2 separate regions of the Aedes albopictus genome follow, and region 2 is linked to region 1. A link is a contact called in public Hi-C data. All regions are on one chromosome and are shown on one strand. Each heading gives the region's core, a stretch centred on a gene start, on an enhancer-like site or on the middle of the called end of the contact. The rest is flanking DNA. Distances are from core to core; before and after follow the strand shown.

Region 1 (4,388 bases), core at 1,346-3,845:
CTCGATAACAACATATTTCGAACTTCTTTTTTGGTTTATACAAAATTGGAATTACTAACAACGTTTGGTATTTTTTCGGTACTAAACAAAGCTTTAATCACAATTGTGAGCTGTTTGTAGACTGAAAAATGGCTAAATTTGACTGCTTGGAGAAAATAAGCTCAAACTTAATGTAAAATCGATGCTTTAGTAAATAATTTAAAAAATAATCAAATTACAGGTTTATATGAGCTTAATTAACCAGTGTATATTATGAGTTTAGCCTTTTTCTACTTCAAAATCTCTTTTCAGGCTGTTTGTCGCAGTCTTGAGAAGAAAAGTACCTCAAACGGGCAGTAGCAAGAATATTCCTTCAACGGTGACCAGAAATCTGGTGGATTCGATGCCTCAACGCTTACAGGCCAAGCATACTGCCTGCAAAAGGTGGTCATACTAAATACGAAATTAATTTGTTTTGTTTTTTTTTTACTTCGTATGCTCAAGTTTTTAAAAGAAAATGTGAACTGTACGCTCAATTTTGCAACACATGAATTAGTGTTTGCGTTTTAATTTTAAAAACTTTCTGTGATTTTCCTATCGATTTAAGTTTTTTTCTCCTTCAAATAAAAGAATAAAGGATTATGTTTGAAATGTTCAAAAGCTGTGTTTTGTTATTTAATTACTTTATGCAAAAAAAAAACAAAAAATACCATAACTATCATAGGTGTACGCTCAATTTTGCGATTGACTGTATACCCGCATAACCGTGAATCATAACAGTACTGTTCACCATACTGTTCACAATTATCTAAAACAGTATCTCAATAGTATGACATATCACCCAAAGTAACAATAAATTAACAGTACCATAAACAGTTTCAACAGTCTGATAGACGGTTATCGAGCAAATTACAGTATGTGGAATAGGCGGTTAAGTTATGTTACAATAAAAAATCGCCAATTTTCTCGAACAAAATTTTTCGATTACAGTTTGTCAAAAGGTCAATGTACTATTCATTTTTTGCTCAGTTCACTGTATAGCAGACAATTCTAAAACAGTTGAACTTTAAAATTAGAATGAAAATAAGCACTGTATGTGTAATTATTGATTAATAGTCTCATACAGTTGAAATAACAGTACGTTGTACGGGTTTGTTACTTTTGTACTATTAGTGGACCCGCCAGGGGGAATAAAAAATGCGGGCTTGAACAAAAATGCAAAACAGAAATGCGATCAAGTTGAAACTTGGATTTTCGATGCAGTCAAGAATTGGCAAACGAACACTAATGCATTCTACTGTTTGTCAAACTGTTAGATAAAAAAAATCTATAGTGAAATGTGCGTGTGTAAGTGTGATACCCAACTATCCAAACAAACCGTTTGGCATAATGTGAAGGCATATTTCAACTTTTTATTGAAATGTTTCATTCTCATATTATTCAACATTATTTGAACACTACAATATATTGTAACAATTTGCTTTAGGTTGTTTATGCTGTTTTTGATAGTACAAAGAGCTTTGGTTCACGTTGTTCAACTGAGATGCAACAATTTGGGAAAATGTAACCTTACCAGTTAGAGGAGTTTCGCTGTTTGGAGTCTAAGGCAAACTGTATTTTCCTATGCGGGTATTAGCTTACCTTTTAATATCAAATAAATCCAATTTTCTTAAGAATTTCCTGCCTTGGATGCTGCTCCAACTTGTTGGTCAGTCGTTTGTAGACAAACACTTTTATTTTTCAGCCAAATATGGGTAATGCCAAGTTACCCATATTTGGGAAAATGGACTTTACTGCTAATATGAGTAAATTTTACCGTTTTTTCTCAGTATATTTTACCCATATTATGGGTTTTGAATGTAAAACCCAAATATGGGTAAATCGATTACCTATTTTTAGGTAAACTGACCTTAGCGTGTGCGTGCACGCTGCGTGGACGCGCCGCCCGTGTGCATCGGCTCTGGGCGACTCGTTTACCAACAAATTATCTGATGGTGCATACCAGAGCTGCCACATACAGGGTTGTATATGAAAAAAAATTTGGCACCCCCTCGTTTATTTTTTAACCGCAAGGCAATGGAACAAGTTTGTTAACTCAAAAAATAGTATATTTTGGAACTATTTTTTAAGCTTTCAGTCCTAGTAAAATACTTTGAGGTAGGGTATCGCGCCACTTGGGCGGTGGCTTCTATATTCGTCTGTTTCCCACTATAACTCAGTCAATTCTGAACCAATTGACTTGAAATGTTGTACACGGGTAGATACTATACCTATCTCACCACATTCCAAAAGTTGTGTCAATTGGTTCAAATTTGACTGAGTTATAGTGGAAAACAGACGAATATAGAAGCCACCGCCCAAGTGGCGCGATTCCCTAGCAAAATAAACGAGGGGGTGCCAACTTTTTTCGTGTACGGAATACAGGTAATGTGGCAGCTCTGGTGCATACCAGCCTAGAACGTATGTCATGTCGCAAACGATTTGTAGCGTCTTGTGCTTGTCATACGCTAGTGTAGCATGTTACTAATGGGTGCTCCCTCGTTTTTGTTTTCGCTCCGTTGTCCTGTTTCTGTTGCTGTTCACTCTTCCGTCCGGCTTCGTCATAGGGGGCCGGTCACACACAGCAGGCCGCAGTCTTTTCGAAAGACAAGAAATTTTTCATTCGCAGTTATTTCTACGAGAAAAATAGTTTGCCGTTTTTGTTCAATCGTTTGCGTTAAATGTTCTTTGTGAGGTTTACAATTAGAAGCTTACCGGCGTAGTGTGTGGTATAATTTGTACAGAAAAGTCACGAAATTCCACGTCCACGAAGTATTCGGTAAGTCTTGAACCTATCTCTTTTTCTCTCGTGGAAGTTTGTTGTTGTTTCTGTTGGTTTCTTGCCTAGGCGTGCCTGCACCCAGTGCATTCCCGAACATTCTGGACTCCGCGATGCTAATCTGTTTAGCGAGGTTCCCAAATTTCATTTTATTTTCCAGACGTGTTAAAATCAAAATGCAAGCATTAGTGTCTCGAACCGAAATTTTTACGTAAACGTTACTGAAATAATAATGAATCAAGGCTAAACATTTTTATGATTGAAAAAAAAAAAAAAACTGAAAATCGGTGACGAAAACCAGGCCCTTGCTTTTTGCAGTCCGTGGTGTCTATTCTGTGTTCATATAAGTATTAATATTAATATAGCGCATTTAGTTCACCACTGGACTATCGCACTAGTTTTCACGAGTGCGAAAACGCTAATAAAAGTGCGCGATTGCATCAAATCAACTCGGTGTCTTCAGAGCACTTGTTCACCATTGGTGATTTGTTGTTGCATGAAGAAGAAGAAGAAGAATGATGGTGTTTTGAAAAAATCCTATCCCTATAACACAGGGGAAGATTTTAAAATGCCTCTATAAAATCTAAAACAAAATCTAATTAAAAACGGTTTGATGTACGGTGTTAGACTTTGGACGGACTACAAATTAAGTACCTTATCAAGAAAAAAATGTTAAATTTAAATTTATACGTTCAATATGTAGTCCGTCCAAAGTCTAACACCGTACATCAAACCGTTTTTAATTAGATTTTGTTTTCGATTTTATAGAGGCATTTTAAAATCTTCTCCTGTGTTATAGGGATAGGGATTTTTCAAATTACCATCGTTCTTCTTCTTCTTCTTCATGCAACATCAAATCGCCAATAGATTGAAGAAATAGTGCGCCGAAGACATCAACCTAATTTGATGCAATCGCGCGCTTTTATTTACGTTTTCGCACTTATGAAGTCGCAGTTCGCAGTCCAGTGGTGAACTAAATGCGGTATATTCATTGCTTCCACGCGATATGCGCTCGCTTTATGTAAAATTGCAGAATATTTCGATTGAATTTGAAGTAGATGACTAGGAAACGTCTCGTAATCCACAACCGATATGGCAACACTGTATATATCAAGAAAAGAGGGGAAAGTGCAGTTTGTTGTTGAAAGCGACCAATCAGTGACGAACAAGTTTGTTGATATTCTCCCCGCAAATTTTCATTCATGAGCATTTTCCCCGATTGAAGCACTTCTAGTAACGATTGCATCAGTCAACTTTTGATTATCGAATGGAGTGCAAGTTCTTTGAATTTACTCTTGATTTTAATCTGCTCTCAGTAAATATCTTCTCTTTAAACTGACCAAAAGTGCCTAATTGTAATTATCGTTTTTACAGTCCTAATTGAATGCACCGAGCTCAACCGCCACCATGGATATGATTATGGTAAGAACCTGAAAATTGATGGTTGCTTCCGTTGGATTCGGCCTCTTGTTCTAATAATTGCGTTTCTTCACAGCCCCAAGAAGATGATTTCGTCCCGCGCGACTACCAGCGGTCGATGAAATTGATTTGCATGCAGAAAAACACCATAATATATTTGCCGACCGGAGCC
Region 2 (4,388 bases), core at 1,246-3,745, 210 kb after region 1:
ATGTCTACGTACCCATTGTAACGCCTAATATAACGTGTCGATCAAGTTAACCCATATGTTGAAAGAAAGGTCTCCACGAGTACTAAGAGAATCCTGAAAATCATTTTTCTAAAGTTCGTAATAAATTAGTTATTACAACAAATGTGCTATTTTCGTAACGGGACACCATTAAATTGCGGCAATTGCTAAAAGTGCTTAAAACACATCTAAACCCATTTTTATGAAAAGTTGAATTTGGGTGTATGAAATATACATTATTATACTACATTTACAAAAAATAGATATAATGTTTTTGAACTTTCATATGCAAGCAGGCATATTTGAAGCTTATCAATGAAAAATTTCATTTTTCTTACATAAAATGCTTTTACTTCACCAAACTATTTAAATACGTTACCAGTCAAATTTTAAGTAAAACAAATAGTTTTCATAAGATTGAATCTACCCTTTTTCATATGCTGGAAAGCTTGGGGCAAAAAAATCACTTTGAAATTTCACACCCTTGGCGTAGAAGTGCGTGGAATGTGTCATATATGTGCAACACTGTATTTCTAGATTGAGTTTAAATAAGGGCGAAAGTAACATGAGAGAGTTCTCTTCATCGACTCTCTCTTCTGCAAAATACAGTGACAAAATGCAAATTCAATCGAACTTTTTTACATTTAGACGCCAGATTGCATCGCAACCTAGCGATTTATGGCCAAAAAGTTCAATCATACTTGCATCTTGTCACTTTAATTTGAAGAAGAGAAAGTCGATGAAGAGAACTCTTTCATGTTACTTTCGCCCTTATTTAAACTCAATCTAGATTTTGTCTTTTGATAGTTAGGCTGACACAAATTTCGATTTTCTCTTATGTCACCGCCCCCTCGGAAAATTTTGATCGAAATTCAACATTTTGAGGGGGGACACCAATAAAATATTCAAGAAATTTTAAAATTTTAAGGTGAAATTAGAGTTGCACAGAAAATTTCTTAACAAATCCGATGAGTTTATAGATTTTGCCGAATTGTTTGGGTATTTCTTCGTCAAATACATTTATTATTTTTGTCCTCCCCCTTAGCGAGCCAACGAGTATTGTGACAAAAGAAGAAAATGAGATTTGTTCCGGCCTTATCTTGTTTATTATCCAGATTGTTACCTAACAGCGTGCTCTACATCATCCTGGATTAAGACGGCTGATGTGTTACCCGGGAATTGTTACATCCGATCATATCGCCGAACAATCCCAGGATGGAAACTTTTCACCTGCAGTCTGGCCACGCCAGGGGTGCACAGGATTCAAAGTAAGTGAAAACAAAGTTTGATTTTGCTTTAAATTTCATTTCCAATCAACTTGACGGAATGACGAAATAGATATTCGGAATTTAAGACAAAATGAATAAGTAGTTTCAATATATTCATTTCACTACGAATGTTTAAATTCAATACCTTGATAATCTTGATAATGCTAGAACAAATTGGGGTTTTAAACACAAAGTATAGGATGAGGATACACAATACACCAAAATTAAACCAGTGGGCCATAAAGTTCACTCGCCAAAGCTTTCTATTTAGGCCTATACCCTGTACCCAACACCCCCACTCATATGACGACACATATGTTGCCATGTTTTGTAACTTTCTTTGTCATTTCGCGGAACCACTGTACATGATATACCTAGATACATACCTATGCACTAAAATAACTTACAACAATTTCAAAATCAAAAACGACTCAATTTTGCCCCAAGCACAGATCTGTAACCTGTTGCGAAATGATATCAATCAAGGGCACCATATCACATCCCACACCTGTCTGCTCGGGCGATTCTGGTTTCGCGCTATTGCGAAGAGTGATATTGACCTTGTGACGTTGACACATCCGCGTGTTTCCCTGCCCGGTGCGCAACAAGTCCCACAAGTCGTCCAAAATCACACCCGCCTCTTTTCAGGATCCTACGCATAGCGATAGTCCATATGCTAATAACTTTCAGATGCTCAGTTCCTTCTCGCGATGAAACTGTATAATTATTCATACCACACACCGAAAAAAAAAACTTGTTTCATAGTCAATGCCGCCAATCCTCTTCGGAAGGCCTTGCTTTTACCTGGCCCGCAAGCAGCGTGGAATGCAAACACTAAATACTTTTCAAACAGACACACAACGCAGTCATATCCAGCTTAGCTGGTCTTCATTCGCGTGTTGGACATTCGTCGACCATCATTCGATTCGGGCTTACGTAAATTAGGTACACGATCGTCCAATTTGGTGGCCTTAGTCGTTCTTACCCGGTCCGTGCACCGATGCCTTTCGCTTCCCCTGCTTGAGAACTCTCGATTGATGTGCAAATTTGTCACGATAGCTCCATTTTCGGGTGGTAAAAGACAAAAATTTCACTTCGATTGTGTTGACAGTGCAGCACTAGGTATTTAAATAAAATTATGAATGAAGAAAGTAAACACGCGCACGCTTACGCATCAGCAGCCGTCAGTGGCTGATGCTTGAATGAATTCAAGTGCGTGGCGGTGGGAGTGAAATCGCATGTGTCGCGGTCAGGGCTGGCAGCACATTATGGACAATCGATCAACAACATTGCGATTTTTATGTGTTTGGCATGTGTAGTTGGCAATCTGCATGCAGTTATTTTTTTTTTTTTTTTCTAAATTCAACAAAATAACCTATAAATGAAACAGTTTTACATTATGAACAATTATTACAGAAAAATATTGTTTTTTTTTATCGAATGTACAACAATTTCTCCTTACCAAAATAGTTCTGGCACTCTGGCATCCCTGCTGATGCATGAATGAAATAAAGAAAAAGAACGAGCGAGACAGAAAATGCACTTGAAAGCAAAAATGACGTTTCGGATTTTGTTTTTTGTCGGAGACGCGACATTTTTTGTCGCGCGACCACGGTGCATGTTGCGTGGCTGTAGCATGCGAAGTGCACGGAAAACTGCCTTTGGGTGAATTTTATTAATAGCAAAAGATATTATGCTTTTGGTCGAAATACGAAGTGACCGAACGTGCGAAAATTGATTTTTAACCTACTTAGAAATGTCGCAACTCAATTTGGATTAGTGCATATTGTTGCTCTTAATTAGCTTAATGATGCGCAACAGAAAAAATAGATTCAAATTTACTTCGCAGCTGCAACTTCGCATGTGCTTCTAGCGACGACTTCGATTTGGTGGTGCGACGATAATAGTACCCGAGCAGGAGTTCTCCTGCTATTTATTTTAAAGCTATTTTAAAATGGCTGAATTGATTGATTGATTGATTTGTCTCTATTAAAGAGACTTTCAGCCCTTGCAAAATAGCTGAAGAATAACAAACTGCACAGCAAAAAATAAATGCAACCCACCCGATGTAATTGGGTTTTTAAATTATGAAAAATTTATTGATTTTTTGATTTTATACGAAAGAGCACCTTTTTCTAAGCCACTATGATTTTTTTCAGATTTTTAGATCCTTATTTTGGTACCTAAAATCAATTCCAAAGAGATTTATTGAAATTACCTTTTGACAGCTGGGTAACTGTTTGACAGCTCCGCCCAGTACAAACTGCGACGAGGGGTGATTTGACAAATCGCTCCCATACAAACTTCAAATTGTGGGCTCCAAAACTTGTGAAAATTTGGATTTCGGCTCAGTTTGACATGCAGACAGTGATGGAAAACAGTGAGGAATGCAGCTGAGTAGACACAAACGCAAAGCTATCCTATACGTGAACAACAGAAGCCAGAATATATTCGCACTTCCTTCACTCGCGAGCTAACGAAGCTGGTCGCACTCGTGATTGATTCGCGAAGCAGCTCTGAACATTTTTCAATTATGTGAAAAAACGAATTTACACGGCCGACAGATTAACTTTTCAGGAACAATAAAGCACTAAACACTACTATCTGATGGATAATTACTTGTTTTGCTATTAAAATCGCACTAAAATGCAATTCCCGCATCTCCACTTGTTCTTCGCGAATAAAAATTCATGAGTGTTTTTGTTTTTGTTTTGCTTCATACTCGTGAAGCAAGCGGGTGCCAATAAACTCACACACGGTTTACTCTCGGCACCGTGAGTAAACCGTTTGTTGCTTTTACACTCGCGAGTTGATTCACGATGAGAGTGTTTCCATCTCTGCATGCAGATTCAGAGTATCGCATTATCTCAAAACCGTTAAAGAAGCCAATTCATTCCGATGTACTAAATAATCAATGTAATCACGATTCCTATGTACGATTACATCGTTTTGATGTGAAATCTTTTGTTCTTATGTGTACATAGTCCGATGTAATATCCATGCAACAGACGTATTGATCGGGTTGCAGCAGTTTAGATGTAATATTACACAACAGTTTTTTTCTGTGTGAGGTACGGAAAACCGAATACCTACACGGTAAAA

Evidence for each region. Hi-C and Micro-C count contacts between places; a contact is called where the count stands out from the background.
Region 2: a Hi-C map of whole body shows a contact between it and region 1, with 9 times the contacts expected there. The contact joins the promoter of LOC109426430 here to the promoter of LOC109403945 in region 1. A contact is called at or near these places in 2 of 3 Hi-C or Micro-C datasets (embryo and whole body).

The regions. Positions count from the first base shown.
Region 1 is chr3:406,898,587-406,902,974 of AalbF5, forward strand. LOC109403945 (endoribonuclease Dicer) reads left to right here and starts at 2,596. Exons shown (of 10, transcript NM_001352974.2): 1 at 2,596-2,797; 2 at 4,172-4,219; 3 at 4,293-4,388. The coding sequence starts at 4,205.
Region 2 is chr3:407,106,803-407,111,190 of AalbF5, forward strand. LOC109426430 (aarF domain-containing kinase 1) reads right to left here and starts at 2,496. Exons shown (of 3, transcript XM_019701938.3): 1 at 2,272-2,496. All of the region lies in intron 2 of LOC109403726 (sodium-dependent transporter bedraggled), which reads right to left.